Regions from separate parts of the Anas platyrhynchos genome. Here region 1 is linked to region 2. A link is a contact called in public Hi-C data. All regions are on one chromosome and are shown on one strand. Each heading gives the region's core, a stretch centred on a gene start, on an enhancer-like site or on the middle of the called end of the contact. The rest is flanking DNA. Distances are from core to core; before and after follow the strand shown. Region 1 overlaps UBE2O (ubiquitin conjugating enzyme E2 O). Region 2 holds the start of ST6GALNAC1 (ST6 N-acetylgalactosaminide alpha-2,6-sialyltransferase 1).

The links. A called contact is a pair of places that touch in the nucleus more often than the background predicts.
Region 1: a Hi-C map of liver shows a contact between it and region 2, with 2.0 times the contacts expected there. The contact joins the enhancer-like site here to the promoter of ST6GALNAC1 in region 2. A contact is called at or near these places in 3 of 8 Hi-C or Micro-C datasets (liver, skeletal muscle and subcutaneous adipose tissue).

The regions. Positions count from the first base shown.
Region 1 is chr19:8,526,646-8,533,224 of IASCAAS_PekinDuck_T2T, reverse strand. It overlaps UBE2O (ubiquitin conjugating enzyme E2 O), which reads right to left. Exons shown (of 18, transcript XM_027471696.3): 3 at 1,278-1,388; 4 at 234-331. Among named protein-coding and RNA genes, the nearest start is that of UBE2O, 31 kb to the right of the region's middle. Within about 2 kb of position 4,109, at least 6 of the 8 cell types and tissues checked have an H3K27ac peak or open chromatin away from gene starts, as enhancers often do.
Region 2 is chr19:8,377,513-8,383,636 of IASCAAS_PekinDuck_T2T, reverse strand. ST6GALNAC1 (ST6 N-acetylgalactosaminide alpha-2,6-sialyltransferase 1) reads right to left here and starts at 3,663. Exons shown (of 11, transcript XM_072025667.1): 1 at 1-3,663. MXRA7 (matrix remodeling associated 7) reads right to left here. Exons shown (of 4, transcript XM_072025669.1): 4 at 4,275-5,382. The coding sequence ends at 5,268.

The sequences.
Region 1 (6,579 bases), core at 2,860-5,359, 150 kb before region 2:
GATCTGCTGGCACTGAAAAAAAATGACACCTTTCAGGTAACACATTTTCCAGAGGGTGATCAGTGAACCTCAATGATTGCAGAGGAAGATGTGTTATTTACTCTGCATCTGAAGGTATAGCAAGCAGATAAATTAACAGTATGCGAAGGGGAAGCCCAGCCTGCTCCTAGTTCTCCTAAAATAGATCAGGATCACAAAACTTAAGGGGGAGAGTATTCATCAGGAAGAAGTACCTGGCTCCATTGGAAAGCTTGAGGATGACCTGGTTCTTCAAATCATAGACCTTGCCCAGCCAGCAGTCATAGGCTATGTAGTCACCGTACATGAAGGGCTACGAAGAAAACAGAAAACAAAGCTTATAAACATCAGCCCTTGGACTTTGAGCCATCAAGGAAATTCTCACACAACACGGCCTGGTTAGCAATCCCAAAGGGGGATTAGGGCAGCAACTGCAGACCTCGCTGTAAGCTAGAATTAAGATACATTGAGGAGGTGGCTCGACAGTCAGAACGTAGCCTGGATTCTCTATTTAAAAAGCTCTGACTCTGTGGGATTTTTCCTCAGATCTTAAACTTGCTATGTCAAGTGTCCCATTCTGTTCAAAAGCTACTCTGCAAAGGAGGGGCATACTTGCACTTGCCATTAGCTAATTTTAACAACTAATTGTTATTTATTTTAATCACCGAGCCTAATATTCCATCCCAGGCAGAGAAGCCTGTATCCCTCTGCCTTTCCACAGGACGTTTCTTGAGAAGGGCTCTGATACTCCTGCTGTTCACTCCCAAATCATTTTTTTTTTTCTCAGAGGAACCATAATGATAAAAACCTATACCACTTAACATCTGAAAATCCCCCCACCCACTCAAGTGAGAGAACCGAGTACACTGCAGTTTCAGCTTGACTCCTCTTAGCATTTTTATAGCCTGTTTAACCAGTAATGACATCGCAGCTCGAAAGCACTGTGCCAGTACAACGGGGCTGCCCCAATCAGGCACCAATCTCAGCACAGAAGCTCTCACCCAATTTAATCACAACCTAGCCCTCCAAGTCAATTTGATCTCAGCAATGTGATCAGAAACACAGAGCAGATGGGGAGAAGAGGAGCTACCGCATCTTCTTGCAGGGAGGATGTTTCCAGTACGCCTAAAATAAAACCAAGCTGCAGATGCATCTTGCACAATATGGCTGCTTCCCTTGCACGCACTGCTTAGAATACAGCAGCACCCCTCTAAACAACAGAGCTCTGGCTCCAACATTTATTTTGGCTGCATTCTCACCCAGATATGTTGCAGGTCTTTGCTGTTGACAGGGTAGAGGATGCAGTTGGTTCCTACCAGCTTCACAGCACACTCTATGTTGACATCAATCACAGTCCCACACTGGCTGTCCTGAAATCACAAAAGAGAAAAAGGGGTTATAACCTAGAAAAGGCCCTACATACACACGGGAGGTGCAGAAACAAGTCTCAGGAGTAGTCTGAGTGCCCTCCTCTCAGCACTCAGAGCCTCGCTCTAATGGGGCATTTCATGTCATCTTAAAACAACTCCGAGGCTGACATCACTCTTGAAGACCCGTGGCATTTTCTTCCCAGTTAAAATCTGCAATGGCTGCTAATGCAGCAGCCCAGAGACTCCAGTATCTGTTCAAATAAGACAACTCTGTGTCAGGTGATTAGCATTTATTTGCTTTCAAATCTGCCTGGCTGTTTGGTCTACACAAGCAAGCAGATCTTTGCAATTCCTTAGGACCATCATGCAGATACTGCCCTGAACCAACAAAGGCAGTGTAGATCAACCCCAGAACGCAAGAATTCTTCAAAGCAGTCTGTGACATCTCATATAAAGCTCGATTTTGCAGGACTTTATAAACGGCCTTCACTTGCTGCCATGCAAAAAAAAAAAACCTGGCACCTTTCGGATTTCAAGGTTTCAAGCCAGATAATTTGCAGTTGGTCCAATTACGAGATGGCTGTCATTATCTCCATCGCTTCGCTAAAGAAGTTGTATTTATTTTTTTTCTGTCCCCAAGAAAAATACCTCGTGCTGTCAAGAGCCTTCTGGGGCTTGCTTGGCAGGGAGCACGCAGTGTGCACGTTGCTTACACATATGGCAGAGGCCTGCAAGGAAGGGCTGCTAACCCAAACACTGTCAAATACGGCAGCTGCCCCGGCCTGCTGACAGCTGGGACAATCCATACTTGGATTTATTAAAGACCAGAGTCCACTATGAAAGCTGGCTGAGGCAATCCGACAGCAGCGGCTCCTGAAGCTGTCCTTATCTCAAACATCAAGGTCACTGCTCCAACAGGACTCGAGCATAACACTTGAAGGGCTTACACCCCGTGAGAAGTGGATTTGTTTGCTCGGTTCGCTTATAAGCACGCTGTTCTTTTGACCGTATCAAATATTTATTCAAGGCTTTCACCCAGAGCCCTCTTTGAGCTCCTCCTCTGGGGAGCTCACGAGTTTGCTGGCGCTCATCTCATGGCGGGGCCTGGCAGTTCGAGCGAAGACACCCCGCAGATGCAGTCCAGGGCAATTCCTGGACAGATTGCTCAGCCCTTTTGTCCGTCTGCCTTCCCACCTGCCTGCTGCGAGCCCCCTCCTCGCACCGCACTCACCCTGTGCCCACAGCACCTGCGGAGGTGTCGGGGACAGCAGCGTCCCCGCGTGCTGCCTGAGAGGAACTGTGCCAGGAGAGCTGGGCTCGAGGCAGGGGTTCATCCCCTCCAGCTGCCCCCCAGATCTCTGCTATTTCTTTCTACAAAGGCTGGGAAGCAAAGGAAGCCTGTCCCAGACGGAGCTGTGCTGATGGATGTGGCTAAGGCTAACGCAGCTTGCGGCCTGCCAGGAGGAGCCCAGCTGAGCCAGAAGGGCCCAGCAGAGCCAGGAGGAGCCCAGCAGAGCCCTGCTGTTACCTCTCACCTTCGGAGAGCCCCGAGCAGGCTTTGCCAGAGCTGTTCCTGATTCACCGCAGCTGCTGCCAGCACGGCTCCAGCCACAGGAGGAGCGAGGCCTGCTCACAAACAGCACCTGCTCTGCTCAAGCTCACGGCTTCTAAAAGCCAAAGCACAACCGCTTACCCACCCTTTCCTCCATGTTAGGCTATTTAAATAGGCTCAAATCCATCCTCAGCCTGTCCTTTGCAGTTTAGGGTTTGGTTCAGTTATGTTTTAGATTGCTTTGTAGCCAGAGAACAGCAACAAAAATCCTCAAAAAACGCCCGCCTTGTTCTACACTGAGCGTTTCAGGATTTTTTTTTCCTTCAGCAGCAGCTCTGAGAACCTCTGGTACAATCCAGCACCTGTGCTTTCTGTGGATCATCTCAGCTCTGGGCCGAAACCCTGCCTTTCCCTGGAGAGCACCCAAAGGTGCCCCACAGCACCCTACAGGCCTGCCCGTGCCTGCGGCCGGCCCCGGGGACCTCACGGTGCTGAGGGGGTGCTGAGGGAACGGCTGGGCAAGGCCAGCAGGGAGCAGTCTGCTCTGCCACAGCCCCCGTGGGCCTTCTGAGGGGGCTGTGTCTGTGGAGAGGTTACAGGACTTGGTGCTAAGGAGCAGGCAGCACAATTTCTCCCTCCATGCTGCAATGTCCCTGCGCTTCCAGCTCAGGATGGATTACGGAGGCCCTGTGCCCCTCACCTACCCCAGCCCACGCTGGGTGCAAATTCCCTTCAGGCCGAGCACGAAGGAAGCTGCTGCTCTGGGATTTGAGTCCCTCACCCTGTCTATATCGACTTACAAACCGCCAGGTTTACATGGCAAAAGCCCTCCTGCCATCAGCTCCAAACCAACGAAACCAGTACCACACCAGTACCCCAGTGCCTCCCACTCACAGCTCCCATTTACTGCGGGATGCTACCTCGTCACGGGCAGTGGCTAAAATGCTTGAGCAGGAACAGAGCGCTGTACGTGACTGCTCAGAAAGCAGGGATCAGCACTGCGAGCAGCCTTAGAAGCTCCAGGACTGTTGAATCACAGCTCGCCTCCCTCACCTGCCACCGAACCTTTGCTGCTCTCAGTTTATTTACTTCGCTGTCACACGAAGCATCAGCCTGCGCCAGGGGCCGCCCTGCAGCGGGGCGGTTCTGCTGAATCACTCCGGGAGGTTACAGCAGCTCAGCACTGCGGTCCCCAGGCGAGACGTCGCCAGCTCGGCTCGGCTCCCAGCCGCCCTGCCCCAACACAACCGTCCCGTCCTGCCTATTAGATAAAGGAGCATCTGAAACAAGCCCACGTTTCAGTTTTGGTATTAAAAAAATCCCCCTCAATCCTCCCAGCAGCAGCACTGGCAAGGGGAGGTGAGTGCTCTTTGTGGGGACTGCAGGCTTGCTAAGCAGAGATGAGATTCCAGCCCTATTTGCACCCAAAATTAAGCTTGCCCCCCAGACTTTCTTCCTGCTTCTGGTATCTGTAACAGCACACACCACGGTGGAGATACTCAGTATTTAAGCAGTGTACGGACAGCAAAGCGACTCATTTCGTAACCCCATCAGGGAGAGTGGCAGCTCAGCAAGCACAAGCCTCAAAATCCCCCATTTTATGCCTCCAGTCCTTCCACTCCTTCCCTCAATGCTCTCTTCTAATTACGCCACCCTCTTATCCCTTCCTTCAGGGAGGACAGCAGCGCCCAGCAGCCTTTGAAGCAACAAAACCCAGGTGTCTGACAGATTACAGACCCACTTCTAAATCTTTTCCCCATGCCAGCGTATCACCTGGAAAAATGAAGCCTGCCACCGTTCCTCATCCATCTGGATTAGACCTGTGGGGGCCCAACCGCATTCAGGGGAAATGATCTCATTTTACGCTTCAGACCCTGAGGCATTCTTTCCTCACACTCAACGCTAGACGAGAAGCGCATGAATTTGAGTCAGCTCCCTTCTCTTGAGGAACGGAGGATTTTGAGTCCTTCCCGCTCAAGGTTAAGAACAAGCCCGAGGAGAGTGTGGTGAATACAGAATAAGTTCCACATTGTGCGTTTGCCAGGCCAACTGGTGCAGGGCAGCCATCCCACATCCTGAATCTGGCAGGCTGACACTTGCAAATTCTCTATTTTAAAGACTTCGGTAATTTTTGTGATGTATCTGAGAAGTAAAGGTTTTCTTTGGGATAAAAGAGGTTTATTTTTTCCATTTACCACTGATATTTAAAATACACTTGAGGGTAAGGTGAAATGTAAGTCATCTTTGGATTTGCTGTGTTTTTGAATAGAGGGGAGAAAAACTGAGTTATGCACTCACCATTCCATCAATAAAACATGAAGTTACCAGCCACTAGTACAAACAGTCAGGTAAATACTGTTTTTAAGCATGCAAACAGACAAGAAAGGAGTGTGCACCTGCTGGGACACACCAATGCAGCTACCGATACACCTGCAGCAAGATAGAGAAGCCAATTTCTGCTTAGATGACTGTGGAAATCACAAACAAAAGAAGCACATCCACATCTTGCCAAGAAGAAAACTCAAAGTCATTTTAAGCTTTCAGGACAGTACCAAGCATTGGAGAACAGAGAATTGAGAGGCAGGACTCGAAACATCCTTTTTTGAGCAAGAAGGGTAACCACGGTGCCCAGCTGGGCCAGGGACAGCAGTGTGAAGAGCTGATATTTCTATTTGCTAGCAGTTCTTTGTTTTGGAGTAAAACGTTTTCATAAGGCTGCAGTTTTAATAAGGTATCTTGAAGTCAAATTTCCATTTCAAACAAGAATTCAATTTCTTAAGGAAATGCTTTGTCTCAGCATTTTCCTAATTACCCTTCACAATTTTTTTTTCACTCTTTTCTTCTCCTCAGAACACTCCATGCAAAAGGGATGGGCTTACTGGTTTTCTCCCTTTAACTGACAAACAAAAGGGCTTTATTTGCAGCACCCAGCCTGGTCAGAGAAGGGACTCCTCCATCCCTGCACCAGGCTGCTCGCCATGTGGTGTGACTGCAGCAGTCTGCGGCCAGCTGCCGGCTTCATCGCAGCCTCGGTAGCTAACGCTGCTGGAAGCAAGTCAAGAGAAGATGCGAGCATACACATGGCAGGCCATATGGCTCGAGGTTACAGGTTAGGTGTTAGCAGCAGCAAGGAACTGCCAGCCCAGCTAAGCTCCCGAAGAGATCACATCTCGTTTGATAATCGATATGGAGCAGTGTTCCCAGTGTTCCCTACAAAAAACACATCCACGCGTCTCCGACGAGCACAAACGCTGTAAAACTAGAACAAAATGACTAGGACTTAAAATAGCATCCAGGAGTAGTAAAGGTAACAATCACAGGCTGCTGATTAAGAGCCAGCCTGCTTTCTGCCACCCTAGCAGATACTTCAGCGTGTCTTGCTCCAGCAGAGGTGGGATTTGCTGCATTTCTTCTGGGAGGAATCAGACAAGATGGTGCTCGCTGCAGATTAAGAGGTCTCCTGGAAAATATTTCCTCCTGTCTTTCTGCCACAGCACACCAAAAGGTACACAGGGACTGAGCGACCTGCCTCTGCTCCAGCCTCCCCATCAGGTCAGGGAGAGCACGTTCCCCACAGCTCACGCTGGCTTGATTTAAAACTTAAAGGGTGCCAGGTTTAGGCGAGCTGCTTGTCTCATT
Region 2 (6,124 bases), core at 2,414-4,913:
ACTGCACTTGAGCGAGCCAACAAATACTCATCCTGAAGATGAAACAAAACTTCATCTTTGGGGACTGGAGAACTGAGGAAAGTTTTAAATATATATATAGTTTAAATCTGGTTCTGATTAGGAAGAATTACTCAGACTTGAAACAGGCTGGGTGGAAACCAGCAAAAATATGAGTTTTCCCATATTTAGTAATTAGCTAAGTTTAGCCAGTCCCAGGAATGCTAAGTAACAGGCGGATCACAAAATAGCAATTTTCTGATGAATCCTGCTAAGGAGAAAGATTGTGCACATCCTTCTTCCTAATTCTTGCTGAAGCAAAACTACTCGAGGTCTCAGTTGGAGCTGTGCGGGACCTCTCTGCTGTTTGTATAAAACAACAGCACCATCCAGCGGATGAGCAGCACTTGCTTTTCCTCTCCCACCTCACGTCCATCTACAGAAAACGCAGCGTATAAGCTTTATTCCAATTTTAAATGTCCTAGTGCTGCACTTATTTTAGCCTTGGGTAAGAAAAGGTCAGACATTTCAGGAGAGCGGTAAAAAATAGCTCCCAAAAGAATTAAATTTTCCACCGCCGGGCATCTCTGTCAGCAGACAATTCCGCAGCACCATCGCCCTCCAAACACTACCATTCCTTGCACCACGAATTTAATCTCTTAATTGCTGCAGGGGTGGAAAAAATGACCCCAGCAGAGGTAATTGGTCATCATACCTCACCCTTGGATTTTACCACTGGAAACAGCTTTGCAGCCAGATGTGCTGCAGTGAGCCTACGTATGACCACACGGAGAAGGCACGCAGCTCCCCCGCTACGTTCAGCCCAATTTTGGTGATGTGTCGAGGCTGGTTAGGATTCCCCAGGACAACGGCTGTTTCATCTGTCTGTACAGTGGAAACCTTAACAATTCGGTTTAACACGTGAAAATAGCCAATTCCAGCAGCGGAGGTATGACACTACCCTCTCACAGAAAACAAGATCAATTAGCCCCTTTCTTTGAGACAAATGAAGATGAAACAAGCTATGCGAAGCTTCCTCTTTTGTTTGTTTATTGTTCCAGATGAAATTTGGCAGTGAACAAATGTGAGCAGTACACAGCATTCTCAGCAGCTGACCACACCGTGACTCACTCACTACACACTGGTAACTCAATGACTGCATTCCTGACCTACTTGGGGAATTAAGCTGGCATTTCAAGCAGACTTTCCACTTCAGAGAAAGGAGCATCTCACAGCTATTCCAAAGTTCCTGGCTGGGATCCACTAATTAGATGAGCTTCATACGTACAAGATGATATTCAAAGTGAACAGAATTCACGTGGACTCCCAGGTTGTCCTTGCAGAAAGCCAGATTCAGAGATGTGGTGCTAGCACTATGCTTTCATCTCCTTAGCTTACCTTTAGGAATTCTTACTACCTAGTGCTTCTTCCATAACTCACAGTCTGAACATGCACTCAGACCAGAACCTCTGCCATGTCGTTTGACATTTAGAGAGGACTCACATGAACGATCAGATTCCTGGAACACATCAAAAGCCCTATAAAACCCCACTTCTGTGAGAAAAGCTTTAGTCATATCACAGAGAAAGGAGAATCACGCACGTGCCACAAAGGGAAGGTATGCATTTTCACTACACGTTAGCAGAAAGGGCTAAAACATCCAGGTTTTAGAGATTTGTTTCTTTGGTCTTTTTTCCATATTGTCCTCGTGTCATATCAACATGACTCATTGAGAAAAGCTTGGGAGGTAGTAAAGGTGAAACTGCCTTCTTAAAGGAGATGCTTACACCACACATTCACTGCTTGGTTACCACACAAATTCCTTCTAGCCAGTAGTTACTGCCTGTTTCAGAACTGGCTATTTCACTTTTCAGAAGAAAATATATTTTCTAAAATAGCCTGTTATATACAACATGGTTTTTCAGTTCTCTTCCCACCATTATTACAGAGATAAATCCAGTTTATTACAAATTCAGAGAGACTGCAGCAAGGGGGGATTGCTTTTTCTTCCCCAAAACTAGTCTGGAAACTCCCACGTGTTCTCCTCTGGTGGATATTAATGAGAACTTTTGCCTTTGATTCATTCTGAGAAATACCTAAGAGGAATTTAATCAAAATATTTGACATAGTTTGCAAAAACCCTGGAACTCCCCCGAAGAATGCAGAAGGCGGCAACGTAACATAGAAAATACCACTGTAGGAACAAATAGCAGAGGGTTTATGGCGGGTATGGGGCCACAACCTGTCCCTGCTATTACTATTCCTATTTCCTTTGAAGAAAATGACAGTGGAAACCCATCTCTTTGCTATGAGATACATCTGCCACACTCACTGGCACAACTCCTCGTAGGGTTGGCACAGTCGACCACTTTAAGTACTAATGCACTGGGCCAAGCCCAATTATAGGTAACTTACACCAGCTGGAGCGCAAAGCAGATGCTATCAAAACAAAAAGCACAGAGTTTACCGGTATCAGAGGTAAACTACAAAAAGAAAAGCAAACACAGGAGATCTGTAGAGTAACTTTCTGCAGATGAAATCCCCACCAAGGCTCCTAACAGAGTGAAAGGAGGGGAAATCTGCTGTGTCCTGCCTTCAACTCTTCCACCTGAAGCTCCTTAGCTCAATCATTATGACTTACAGAAAGAAAAAAAGAATGCACTGGATCTCTATTTCCTGCTCAAAGACTTGGCTGCATGAAAGACAAGAAACACACCCAAAAAGACTGCGGGCGTGTAACAGAATGCTCTTATTCCCTGACCCGCCCCAGCACATCCCGTTCGTTATTTGTTCAATAAAGGGGTCGCAACACTGGGGCACCCTGAGGTGAGGCACACACATACATAAGAGCCCCGGAAGAAGGGAGAATAACAAAAACTTGAAGAAAGAAAAAAAAAAAAAGCAGCTACAAAGCACTTTAGCGCAGCCCCGTGACGAACGGGGCACACGCACATATAAATATATAAACACACAAACAGCCCCGCGCCAGCAGCCGCCGCCATTTTGTCGTGCGGCCGAGGACGGCCCCGCGCATGCGCGTCCCCCCCCCCGCCCATCGCTGGCAGCGCCCGGCTGCGCACGCAGAGTGCGCATGCGCACGACCGGATGCACCCGCGCATGGCGGTCTCGTGGCCGTGCCTCCCGGAAGGAGTTGCCGGTTGCCATGGCAACGGGGCCTGCTCTGGGGCCTGCTCCTTCCGGTCGCGCCACCCGGTTGCCCAAAGCTCTCCGCCCCCCCGCTCCCGAGCGCCGTCTCCCCTCTGATGCCCACGGCCATGTCCAAGGGGCTCCTGTTTGTCAGAGCCTGGCAGTGCCGGGCCTTCCTGCAGCAACCAGGGGCTGTACGCGCAGACAGCCCTCTGCCTCACGGCTCAGGCAGAGGCTGCTTAACTGGCTTCATTTCTGTCTTAAATATGGGCCTCATAAACGGCTGAGGGCTATTACCGCTGTTCTGTCAGCAGCAGCATCTCAATATTTTGGTCATGCCGCCCACGGGAGGTGTGGCGGGATGGGATTGATGGCAGCTGTTCTTCCGTGCTTGAGGCTGTTGCTGCTGGCACGGAGTTAAACCGAGGTGTTTGAGGAAGTGGTTTTGTTCAGGGAAGGCTCAAATGTAAAACAATAAATAAAAAAATACTTTGGGAATAAACTGCAAAGTCTCCAAGACAAAGACTAACTAACTAAATAATCATCCAAATCTTAATTCTCCTTTGCTTTCTTTCAAAGAGAATTTTGGAAAAGAATAAGGCTGCAATAAGGGAGAAGCCCCACATAAAAATTTCCTACCTTTCTCCTATTGTACAGGTTGACAAAGGAAATAGTGGGCTGGGCACACAGCAGCTTTCTGTCTGCTTGATTTTTAACGTGAGACAACTTTGCCCACATAATTAATTCCTGTTGAACGAGAGAATTTTCAGATATGACATTTAGGTGAAGTCATGACTTGGTAGTAAAGCCAGCTTGATCTCATAATAAGGGTACACTGACTCAAGTGAAAACATTTAAAGTTAAAATGATTCCTATAAGTTAAATGGTATAGTGTTATAGGATGTGCTGCAGTGGGAAACTGATCAGATAATGAAACACTTGGTACAATTTTCAGATTCAAAAGAATTACACAAAACAAAAACCTAATATGAAAATATCATTCCATACAACTGGGTCAGAAAATTTTTCCTCCCTTTGTCAGCAGTTACTAAAACCAAGAAAGTCCTTCCTGATAATAAAATGTTTAACAGGATTTCATAGGAGAGAGAAGTACACAAGAAGACATTCAGTTTAAGTTAGGAATGCTCACTGATTTACTCTGTCCAAACCACCAAGGGTCAGTCGAGACTGTTCAAAACACGATAAGTTCACAGAGGTTTTCAAAGCACATAGTTTCCTACATAATTTTTACACTAGGAGAATAGGATCCGAGTTTGACACAATCGTCCTTGTAAAAATGCCAGCCACCTTTCTGTACTGTTTTTACCAGAGTCAAGAGGCGAAGAGATGTTTCTGCTTCCAGGCTGAAGCTAGCTGCAGTTTTCACATGAAGATGAGCTCAGCGGGGTCAGCCGGAATCGTCTTGGATTTGTTTCAAAAATCCAGTGTGAAGGAGGATGAAGTATTCCTTTCAAGGAGATGGGAATGGCAGCTCACATCTAATCAGAGCATAAATGCTTTGTCTTTGGCTATTTCCTTTCTAACTGTAGGATTGAAAGCCTCTCTGCCAAGAGAGGTTGTGCAGTCTCCATCCATGGAGATTTTCAAGACCCGACAGGATAAAGCCCTGAGTAACCTGGCTGATCCCATAGCTGATACTGCTTGGAGCAGGAGGCTGAACTACAGACCTCCTTTTGTTCCTCCAACACAAATTGTTTTATGATTCTATTCTCTTCATCCATTTTAAATCTGTTCTGTTATCATCTTTGGCTTCTATCAGGTCTCAAACCAATTAATGACTAGGTTTGAAAATTCGTTCTTACAAAGCATGACCAGGGAAAAGTTTAAAGTTTAACTGCTTTGAATGACTGAGACATATGGCCCAGCCAGAAAGAGGTAAAATCTCTATATGAGATGAAAATGCCATGATAGTTCAAGAAAAAATGATGAAAAGGGTGAAAAAATGCAAGTCTTTAAAAATACTTATCATAGACCTATACAGATTTGCAAAACAACCTGGAAATGCAAAATAACTACTGAAACATGTTTATAGTACTACAATCTCCAGTGTCCTGCATAAGGGCCAAGATGACTTCTGGGCATAGTCTTCACTGGCTACAGGGTTATATATCATACAGTCTAAGCTGCTCCTTCATGTCTCCTTCAGACATCTCTCCAAATGTGTCACTTTTTTCCTTCATGAGCCTGAAGATGGCAGCCAGCTGCTCTCTCTGAACCCTGTCAACAAGAAAAGGAGAAGTAGGAATAGCCAGTCCCCAGCACGCACTTCGAGCAAGCACACCATGGTCAAACGAAACATGAAACCAAACGTGGGTCATTTTACAAGCCCTGCTGACAGCAGGAAACCTGCCCGTGTGAGATGAGAAAGGGATAGCTTCTGGTTCTCCTTCCTCCACCCTCCCAGCTATCCAATTATCTTGCAGATCTCTCTGTGGTTCTTTATATATGGAGAGGAAACTGACTGCTTTAGCACCAGCTTTGGAGTTTCTTAGGGTTTATCTATGCTCAAAGTTCCAGGTTAGCTCCACATGTGGAATTTTGTAAGGCCGCTATGTCCTGATGTAGCAGACCCTATAACAAAACCGCATTAAGCTTCATCAGCACAGAGTCCTTTCATTCTGTAAGGAGAATATGTATGCAGATACAGAGTAATTCAGGAAAAACCATCAAATTGAAAATGTATACCCTACCTTAAAACTAGAGACTAGACTGCCTTCCAGGGTGGACATGACTTTAATCAGCCACTGGAAGATAAGATCGTAGATAAAATCTGCTTAGATTCAAGGGTTGATCTGCCACTGTCAAAAATGAGATGGCCTCATGTAGTCAGTACAGCAAAAAGGTGATTCCTCTGTGGGCAGAGTCTGACCAACAGACCATCTAGCTCAGATTTACAACCCTAGGAAGTCCCACAGTTGATGATTAACTTCCTGTTCCCCATAAAAAATTATATCCTGAC